Regions from separate parts of the Mus musculus genome. Here regions 1 and 2 are each linked to region 3. A link is a contact called in public Hi-C and promoter capture Hi-C data. All regions are on one chromosome and are shown on one strand. Each heading gives the region's core, a stretch centred on a gene start, on an enhancer-like site or on the middle of the called end of the contact. The rest is flanking DNA. Distances are from core to core; before and after follow the strand shown. Region 1 holds the start of Nr1h2 (nuclear receptor subfamily 1, group H, member 2). Region 2 holds the start of Zfp473 (zinc finger protein 473). Region 3 holds the start of Gtf2h1 (general transcription factor II H, polypeptide 1).

The links. Hi-C and Micro-C count contacts between places; a contact is called where the count stands out from the background. Capture Hi-C pulls out chosen DNA fragments and counts their contacts.
Region 1: a Hi-C map of CD8 T cells shows a contact between it and region 3, with 5 times the contacts expected there. The contact joins the promoter of Nr1h2 here to the promoter of Gtf2h1 in region 3. A contact is called at or near these places in 3 of 39 promoter capture datasets (hippocampal neurons, liver and maxillary cranial neural crest), 2 of 484 Hi-C or Micro-C datasets (B cells and CD8 T cells), 2 of 115 datasets of contacts at active chromatin or transcription factors (double positive thymocytes and embryonic stem cells) and 1 of 9 other capture datasets (adipose tissue).
Region 2: a contact with region 3 is called in a promoter capture Hi-C map of adipose tissue, with 2.2 times the contacts expected there. The contact joins the promoter of Zfp473 here to the promoter of Gtf2h1 in region 3. A contact is called at or near these places in 2 of 39 promoter capture datasets (cranial neural crest and pre-B cells), 1 of 484 Hi-C or Micro-C datasets (B cells), 1 of 115 datasets of contacts at active chromatin or transcription factors (astrocytes) and 1 of 9 other capture datasets (adipose tissue).

What each region holds. Positions count from the first base shown.
Region 1 is chr7:44,552,593-44,555,603 of GRCm38.p6, forward strand. It overlaps Nr1h2 (nuclear receptor subfamily 1, group H, member 2), which reads right to left and starts at 1,373. Exons shown (of 10, transcript NM_001285517.1): 1 at 1,217-1,373; 2 at 987-1,116; 3 at 105-162; 4 at 1-28. The coding sequence starts at 144.
Region 2 is chr7:44,746,846-44,749,934 of GRCm38.p6, forward strand. Zfp473 (zinc finger protein 473) reads right to left here and starts at 1,504. Exons shown (of 5, transcript NM_001289836.1): 1 at 1,065-1,504. It overlaps Vrk3 (vaccinia related kinase 3), which reads left to right and starts at 1,784. Exons shown (of 15, transcript NM_133945.1): 1 at 1,784-1,806.
Region 3 is chr7:46,794,669-46,797,587 of GRCm38.p6, forward strand. It overlaps Gtf2h1 (general transcription factor II H, polypeptide 1), which reads left to right and starts at 1,426. Exons shown (of 15, transcript NM_008186.4): 1 at 1,426-1,620. Hps5 (HPS5, biogenesis of lysosomal organelles complex 2 subunit 2) reads right to left here and starts at 1,213. Exons shown (of 23, transcript NM_001005247.2): 1 at 760-1,213.

The DNA.
Region 1 (3,011 bases), core at 123-2,622, 2.2 Mb before region 3:
GAGGTACTGGGCTGAGGAGAACCATTCCCTAGGAAAAGGAAGACAGGACAGTGAGCTTCTCCAACACTGTGGAAGGGGCTGGCTAGGGAAAGCCCGTCACTCACCAGGCACGGGAGTGTCCAGAGAACTTGTGGGGGAAGACATAGTGGGTCACGAAGCAGCCTGCTGAACATAGGGGAGCCAGCCAATTACAGGGCATAATAGGGGTGTCTCTTCTTCCAGTGCTCACGGACTCTTGAGACATGATCTCATACAGCTCAGGCTACCCGAACTATGTGGCTGAACAGCTTGAACCACCTCCAAAATCTTGGAACACACTACTCTAGGCTGTCCTGGGATCTTCCGCACTCCTGCCTCGGCCTCTCAAGTGCTGCCATTACAAGACTGTGCCACACCTCAGTGTTTTTAACTTCTATATTGAGCCCCCACTCCCAGCCCTAGTTCCTAATAAACATCACACACTTTAACATGCCCAACCCGGCCCACTGCTCCTTCCACCTCTCTACGAATCATGACCTCAGAGAGCCCAACAACTCTATTCCTCTTCTGTGAGCACCAACTGTGCTCTTATCATGGGAGATCCTAACTTTGCCCCGCCTCTCCCATCAGGGCGCAACCATTACCCTTCTACCATAGGCTCCTTCAAGGCTTTAACGCACCCCAATACAGACCCCAGACCCTACCCATCCCATCAAGTCCCTGGCCCCACCCCTTCCCACTCTGGAGCAGAAACCCAAATTCCGCCCCGTTCCTCCTAGGCTCCGCCCCTCTCATTCCCCCAAAGCCAATTATAGGTCTTCACTGTGCCACGCCCTCCATGCCTCTGCCCCTCCCAATCCCCCCCAACAGTGGTCTAGGCCCCGCCCCAAGAATCAAAAGCCTTTAATCACAGACTATCTACAGCAGGCCTTCTGCCCATCTGTGTCCCGCCCCCGCCCACCAACCATAGGCTTTCCCTACGCCCCGCCCCGTAGAGTCACGCCCACCTTGTTCCAGGCCCCGCCCCTCTCCGTGCACCAGGGGGAGGCGGGGCTCATGACTGCACCGGCGATCGGGAGGGGGGTCGCAGGGGGTCTCCGACTCTGTTGCCCTGGAAACGGCCGTGGGAGGCGAGAGCTGCGAGGAAAGTGAGGGAAGGATGCGCGCGCTAAGCGGGACCCACGGCGATCCGCGTACCGGGCTCAGTCCCACCTGCCCGGCCGCCCGGCGCACTTGCCTCTGTGTCCGCACCGGTGATTGTGCCTCCACAGCACTTTGGAAGTAACTTCAGAAGCCTGGGAGTAGCTCGAAGCAACAGCGCTTGCTGAGCGAAAAGCAAAAGTAACTTCGCCACTTCTTCCGGCAACCCCGCTGCGCGTCACTTCCGGAAGTAGGCGGACCGGGAAAGGTGACAGACTTCCGGTCTGCCAGGGCGCCACCGACTGTGAGGCCTCGGCCGGAAGTGGCACACCGGAAGTTTATTTCTTCTGGTAGTTCCCCTCTGGGACTCAGAAAAAAGTTCCGGAAAGTTCTTTCGTTTCTTTTCGCAGGTGGCTAACGAAGCAGGTTTTAACCTTTTTGAGTAGTTTAAAGTTCTCTACTTTTGTAGCGGTGCTGCATGGCTGCTTTTTAAAAAAATTTTTGTCTTGATTTTGAGACAGGATCTCTTATTTCAAGGGTGGCCTTAAACTTCTGAGCCTGTTGCCTTTACCTCCCCATTATTGCGGTAGCAGCTCCTCTTCCAGCCCTGTATGTTGGTTCTAAATATTTTAAATTTGGAGATGGCAAGATGGTTACAGGATGGTTTTAAGCCTAAAAAGCTTAAAGGCTTTTCATACCTTAAACTTCTCCAGCTCAGGGCTTGGGCTGCCCTTCCCTTTATAATCCAGCCGATTTGGTTACTGGGTCCTTTACTCTCCTGGCTCGCCTCTCTCTCCTTCTCCTTCTCCTCCTCCTCACATGTCCTGATTCTGGATCTTGTTCACTTTGGACTCTCTTGATGTCCCCGCCTCGGGAACTTTTTTTTTTTTTTTTAAGATTTATTTATTTATGTATATGTGAGTACACTGTAGCTGTCTTTAGACACACCAGAAGAGGGCATCAGATCTCATTACGGATGGTTGTGAGCCACAATGTGGTTGCTGGGATTTGAACTCAGGACCTTCAGAAAAGCAATTGGTGCTCTTAACTGCTGAGCCATCTCTCCAGCCCAGGAACTTTTTTATACAAGAATTTATTTTTGCATTCAGCTTCATAATAGGAAGAAGTAAATATAAAAAAGGCAAATTGGGTGCAGACCCATGCCTGCAATAAGCAAACAGACCCAGGCAAGGCAAGAGGATTGCTTTTAGTTGGAAGCCAAATTGAGCTAGGAAGTGAGACCTGGCCATCAGCTAAATGTGAATAAACAAGTAGCCTCAACCCCTCTCCCATAAAAGTAATAATACCAGCTTTTTCACAAAAGATTGAAATACTTGTGTGAATCTCAGATGGAAAACATTCAGAGATTGTTTCTCCGCACTCCCCACTTATGGACAGTTGGGAATCTTTATTAAGCACAAATTCTTGCTTTTACTTAACTTTTGTTGCTGTTGTTCTTGGTTTTGTTTTGTTTTGTTTTTTGTTGTTGTTGTTTTGGTTTTGTTTTGTTTAGGTTTGGTTTTTTCGAGACAGCGTTTCTCTGTATAGTCCTGGCTGTCCTGGAACTCACTTTGTAGACCAGGCTGGCCTCGGACTCAGAAATCCGCCTGCCTCTGCCTCCCAAGTGCTGGGATTAAAGGCGTGCGCCACCACCGCCCGGCCACTGTTGTTCTTGTTGATTTGTTTGTTTTGCAAGGCAGGGTTTCTTTGTGTAGCCATGGCTGTCCTAGAACTGCTTCTGTAGACCAGGCTGGCCTTCATCTCCTAAGAGAGTTGGCCAAGGCCTCTGCCTCCCATGTGCTAGGATTAGAAGTGCATACCACCACTACCTGGTTTAACCCCCACCCCCTTTTAAAAGCATGGTCTCGCCATTCTAGCTGTCCTAGAACTCT
Region 2 (3,089 bases), core at 254-2,753, 2.0 Mb before region 3:
CTGTGTGTGTGTGTGTGTGTTTCAGCATCTTGCCAAATCCAAGCGTTTACTCAAAATCTACACATAAGACAGCTCCAGAGAAACAACCCATAGATGCTCCAATTTTCTCTTACAGCCACAGATACTTCTACTGGACCTGCTCCTTCTGATCTATCCACAGTTGGTTCCACAGACCCTGAGCAGCAAGGACACAGCCAATTCTCCTAAGACTTCACCAACATCCCCACCCCCATCTTCTTAGGTTTCCCAGAGACACACTGCCCCAATAACAACAGAAAGTTAGCTAAAGATCATGATGACCCTATTTTTTGCTTCACCGTTGCCTCTTTCTAATTTTTCCTTTTTTAAAATTAAACCAAAACAAAGGAATGTTAGCATTTCTTCTACACTCCACTCCACAGTTACCTGGCAAAAGCCAGGTATGCCTGACTCACTATAAAAGGGGCTGCTTGCCCCTCAGTCCCCACACTCTCTTCCTTCTCTGTCCCTTCTTGCCCTATTCCCCTCTCTCTACACGTGTTCATGGCCGGCCTCTACTCCCTCTCCCTACCTTTCTCTGTCTCTACTACCTCTCAACTCCCCTCCCCATGCCCTAAATAAACTCTATTCTACACTATACCCACTGTGGTTGGTACCTCAAGGGGAAGGGATGCCTCAGCATGGGCCCGCAGAGGCACCCCCTTCCCCAGCACCATACCTCGCCCTACCAAACATATCCCTGGCTTCCCTGGCTTTTTAAATAGAACATAACAGTATATATTTGAGATGCTCAAATAATAGATACAAATAATCTTTCCTTTTAAATTTGTTTATGACTGCTTCAAAGTGCTATGTGTGTACACCTAAGTGCCTTTAGAAGCCCAAGAGGGGGTTTGATACCCCGAAACTGAAGCAATAGATGTCTCTGGGCCATTATTGTAGGTATTGGTCGCGAGAGGAAACCCCCGCTTAAGAGCCGGGCCTACGCCCGGCTGTGAGCACTCAAGGGTTCAGCATTCTGTCAGGGCCTCCCACCCCGGCCACAGAGGACTAAGGCCATGGGCGCCTGGGCTTAGTCTCCGTACCTCGGCATGGCTCCGTGTCTCCGTACCTCAGCATGGCTGGCAACCCAAAGAACATATGCTTTCCAGGATCCCAAGAAAACCCAACTCCTCATGAGGAGGGCTCCCTCAGAGTACAGGGGGAAATTCCTCCGAGGAAGTTCCGGTTCCAGAAACTTCTCCTCAAATTTATCCCACCCAGGTAACTCCGCGCCAAATTCCAGGACCCACCACCTGTGGTCTCCACCCACTGAGCCCTCTAGGAAGTAGAGAGGAAACAGATTCATGGCTAAGTGACACCAAGGTTGGATGGCCCACTACCCTGTTATAGGACTACTTTCACCTTCTACACCCCGAAAATTCCATTTGGAGGTGACAGCGGGTTGCCATAGATACAGTTTGAAGGCAAAACTGAGATTACAGAGAGAGCACAGAAGCAAGGAGAGTTTAAAAATGACAACAGGACCTTTGATTGGTGGCTGTCACGTATTTCATCAAGATTGACGTCAGACATGCGCAGTAGAAGGAAAAGCCCGCCCCAGAGAAGGCCGAATAACGGTGAGCAATTAGGGGGATGGACTAATCAGGCGTGTCGCTCAGGCTTCTGGGAAATGGAGTTTCCAGCAGGGCACAGCTTGTCCGGATGCCCTGTATTAGAGGAAATAGGCCGCGTCTGCTCGCTGCTGTCGCACGGCCGGTGGGGGATGCGCGCGCAGCCCCTCCTTCACCCTCCCTCCCCGGAAGTTTCTGCGGGGCAACTGTAAAGGTGAGTCCAAGTTTCTGCTCCGGATCGGAGTGAGAGTCCGGGCCGTGAGAAACCCCGGCGCCCACGGCTTTTTCACAAGTACAGTGATGAGGAGCCGCTCGCCCGGCAGCCTGTGACGTCACTGCCTGAGGAAGGCGGAGGCCGACCAAGGCTGGGGTTCGGGGGCGGGAGTGGGGGGAGCACCCACTTCCTCTGTTTTGCTGGGAAGGTGTTGGGCGGAGCCTGTGAGGAATGTCAGACACTCCGCCTCCGCCTCCACGGGTACCTCGTCACTGGTTTCTTTGGGATTGTGGGGCCCGGTCCAGTCTCTGCTACTTAGGGAAGTGTTAGTCCCACACCTGTGGAATTTAGCCTTTGGTACTCTGCTGTGCTGCGTTCCTGCAACAGGAGCATAGATGGTAGCAAGCTGATGGTCATACGTAGGATAAATGAACTAAACAAATGGGTGCATAATAAAAGCCGACTTGAGTATCAGTAGTCGGAACTGAATGTGCAGCCTTAGACAGGAGACCTCAACACTCAAGATCCGAGCACTTACTGTATGCAAGGATCTGTGCAACAGACACTTATTGTATTATATACCCGAACTGCCACCTCCCCTAGGAGTAGCTCTAAACTCAGCAATGTTCTAGCACTTGGGAGGCTGAGTCAGGAGGATTTTTGAGAATAGTGAATTCCAGGACAGCCCAGGATGGACTACATAGTAATGGGCACCTCAGTTTAATTAAAGCTGGATGTACGCTTGGGTAAGTTTCAAATGCTGGGGGATCAAAAGTTCAAGGTCGGCCTAAGCTACATGAAACACTGTCTTTAAAAAAAGAATCCAGCCCTGCCTAAGGACTGGAGAGTTGGTTCAATATTTGAGTGCTTACTGTCTTCCGGAGGACTCAAGTTGGTTCCCAGTTCATGACTGCCTGTAACCCTAGTTCTAGGGAATTAGGGATTGGCCTTCACACGGGTTCATATGCACATAACTGTAGTGAAAATTCTGGAATTTTCATTTCTTTAAAAAAAACACAGAAATATAAGAATATGTTTTTGTTTCAATCCCAGGAGTGGGGCTATGGGGCTGCTTCTCCGCAGCTGACTAAGCTTTGCCTCCTGCTCCAGCAGCTCATGATTTTGCCAGCTGCACATAGTTTCTACAACTGTGTGACGTTTGGAATTCTGGGAACTTCTCAGAGAGTCTGTAAATACTAGGGCCTCAACTGGGTACCGTGAGAGTTGTTTGGTGGGGGTGGGGGATGGGGGGGGTATTGCAGTTTGTTAGTAGTTGTGCTCAA
Region 3 (2,919 bases), core at 176-2,675:
TTGGCTTTCCCAAGGGTCACAATGCTAAAAATAATAATAATAATAATAATGATAAAGGCAAACGTGGAGGAGGAAGAGGAGGGCCCAAGAAATGGTTTATTGCTATGCTTGGTGATCCCAGGGGCCCAAGAACTCACAGAAAGATAGGAGAGAACCAATTACAAAAAGCTGAGGTGTCAACCGGGCAGTGGTGGAGCACACCTTTAATTCCAGCACTTGGGAGGCAGAGACAGGCAGATTTCTGAGTTCCAGGCCAGTCAAGTATATAGAGTGAGTCCCAGGACAGCCGGGGCTACACAGAGAAACCCTGTCTCGAGAAAACAAAACAAAACAAAACAAAAAAACAGAAACAAAACAAACAAACAAAAAAAACAGAAACAAAACAAACAAACAAAAAAACTGCGGTGCCATGCCACCTTCTCCCCCAATAATAAATGAAAGTAGAATTTATGTGAGATCGAAACATCTTTCTCACTTCCCAAGATTATTTTTATAATTCAAGAGTGGTAGACAGTGATTGCTGCTCACAAAGCCAAAGCAAACCATGGTGTATCTAATCCCACAAGGTGCGTGGAAGGAAAGGCTCGAAAGACGCAAAGTAACAACGATTGAAGAAATTATGCAAAGGGGAGTTAATAGACTTTATTTCCACAATAGGAACTTCCTTATCCAATAATGATCAGGAAACTCTACCTCAGAAAACTTAACGACTCGCTCATGCTTGCATGCATTCATTCATTCAACGTTCTAAGTGCCTACCGTGTTCTAGGCCCTGGAGGCGCTGCTGGAGATGAAGGATGCGCAGCAGACCAAGTCCCTGACCACAAGGAGCTCCCGTCAATCACAGCTAACTTTTATGACTTTAAACCGCAGCTGTCACTCTGGAGAAGTCCAGGAAGCAGGTTTTCCAAGCCAGGTTCACAGAACCTCAGGCTGACTAGCGGGCCGAGTTCCGCCCCCCCCAGAGACCAGCGATCGCTTTCACCGAGCAGGCTCCACAGACACTCAACACCCCTTGACAGCGGAACCTGAACCTCACACACCCTGTCACCCCGCCCCCTCCCTGGCAACGTCATCCAGGGGCGCCAGGGACCGGAGGAAAGCGCTGTTAACGGCACTTCCTCGTCACGTGACGATCACGCCCCTCCCCGCGCGTGCTCCCTCCCCCTCCAGCCGCGGGTCGCGATTCCGCTCCCTGCGGCCTGCAGTCTGGGAGCCGCCTCGGGCCGACGACGCACCACGGAGCCGGACCGGATGCTCTCTAGGGAGAAAGGCGAGCCAAGCCGAATCCCCGAAACTCTCCGCCGCTCGAGACCGGAGGAGGAGAAGCGAAACAGGCGGGAATCGGTGGGGGAGGGCGGGAGCTAGCGGAAGGTGTCATGGCGGCCGCGGTGGTGGTCACGTGCTCCGGAGGCCCGCCCCGGCGTTTCCGGTCACGTGCCCTCAGCGCCCTCGCAGCCAGCGATGGAGGCGAGACCCCCCGGCAACAGAGGCGGTGGCGACGGCTGCGGCCGCAGGGGTTCAGCCTCCTCCGTGCAGCGGCTGTGAGAAGCGCGGCGGAGGCAGATCCGACGGGACGCGCTTCCCGCGCCCCAGACCAGAGACCGTAGCTCCCACCTGGTAAGTTGAGACCGAAGAATGGGGTTGGGCGGGCGTGGAGGGTCTGACAGGCCCCGGGGGCGCGGGGCCAGGCGGATCGAGCCCTTCGCTGTAGTCGTCTCCACGACACTACAGGCTGGCTGTGTGGTTTGCCTTTCTTCTCCCGGAATGGGAAGGAGGTGCCCTGACCCTTAATCTACTGCCCGAAGGCATTAGGTTCTTCCGCTGGGAGGGACTGGAAGGATCAGACTCACCTGAGAACGAAGGAAGTGAGGCTTCTCCGAGACACCGAGGCCCTTCCCGTTAGGGAGCCTGCCCGGGAGAGGCTTTCTTTTCCTGTTAAAGAAGTCCTCTAACCTTGGTGTCCTCGTGCCTTCTTGCTTCCACCTGTCATCCTGCTCTTCAAACTGTTATTAAAACTTGAGCCACGCACCCAGTTCTAGCTATGACCAGTTTGACAGTCATGTAGTGTAAAGTGAACCATCAATACATGGAAGTATGTGATTATTTTTATAAATTCTCCAGTGTTCTTAGAAACTAAATTCATGTGAAGTTGACCTCACATGTCTATTTTACCATCTGCAAAACAAGGGTGGGGAAAAGATGTTAAAACGTATGCCCAGGGCTACAGTGAAATGGCTCAACTGGTAAAGGTGCTTGCTGCCAAACCTGAGTTCCATCTCTGGGACCCACGTGGTGGAGGGAGAACCGATCTCCGGAAGTTGTGTCCTCAACGTATACACAGTTTAATTTGGGATTTTTGTTTGCTTGTTTTTGTTCTTCGTTGTTGGCTTTTGTTTGGTTGGTTTGGCTTTCTGTCTTTTGATGTTGTCCATTTAAAGACACCAGTTTAAAATATGGTAAAACAGGTTTCTGAGTTAGGAATGCAGCTTAAAGCTAAGAGTTCTTGCTAGGCACCTGTAAGATCCTGGGTTTCATTTCCAGAACTGGCAAAAAAAAAAAACAGGACTGTAGGTAGAGCCCAATGTAAATTGCTTGGTAAGCATGCAGGCCTGGGTACAGAAAACTGGCTTGAAGCACACTAAGGGCTTGGCTCCAATCAATATTCTCAATATCTAGCCTTGTGACTTCCTTTCCTTCCTCTCCTGACCCTCCATTTCCCACACAGGTTTTCTCTGTATAACAGCCCTGACTGGCCTTGAACTCACAGGGATCGATTGCCTCTGATTCTTGAATGGTAAGATTAAAGGTGTACACTACCACACCTAACCCTAGACTTGTGATTTCCTTTTTTTTTTAAGTTGGTTGATTTTACTACTGTATATTGGTGTTCTGTCTACCTGTGGGTTTCTATGGTGG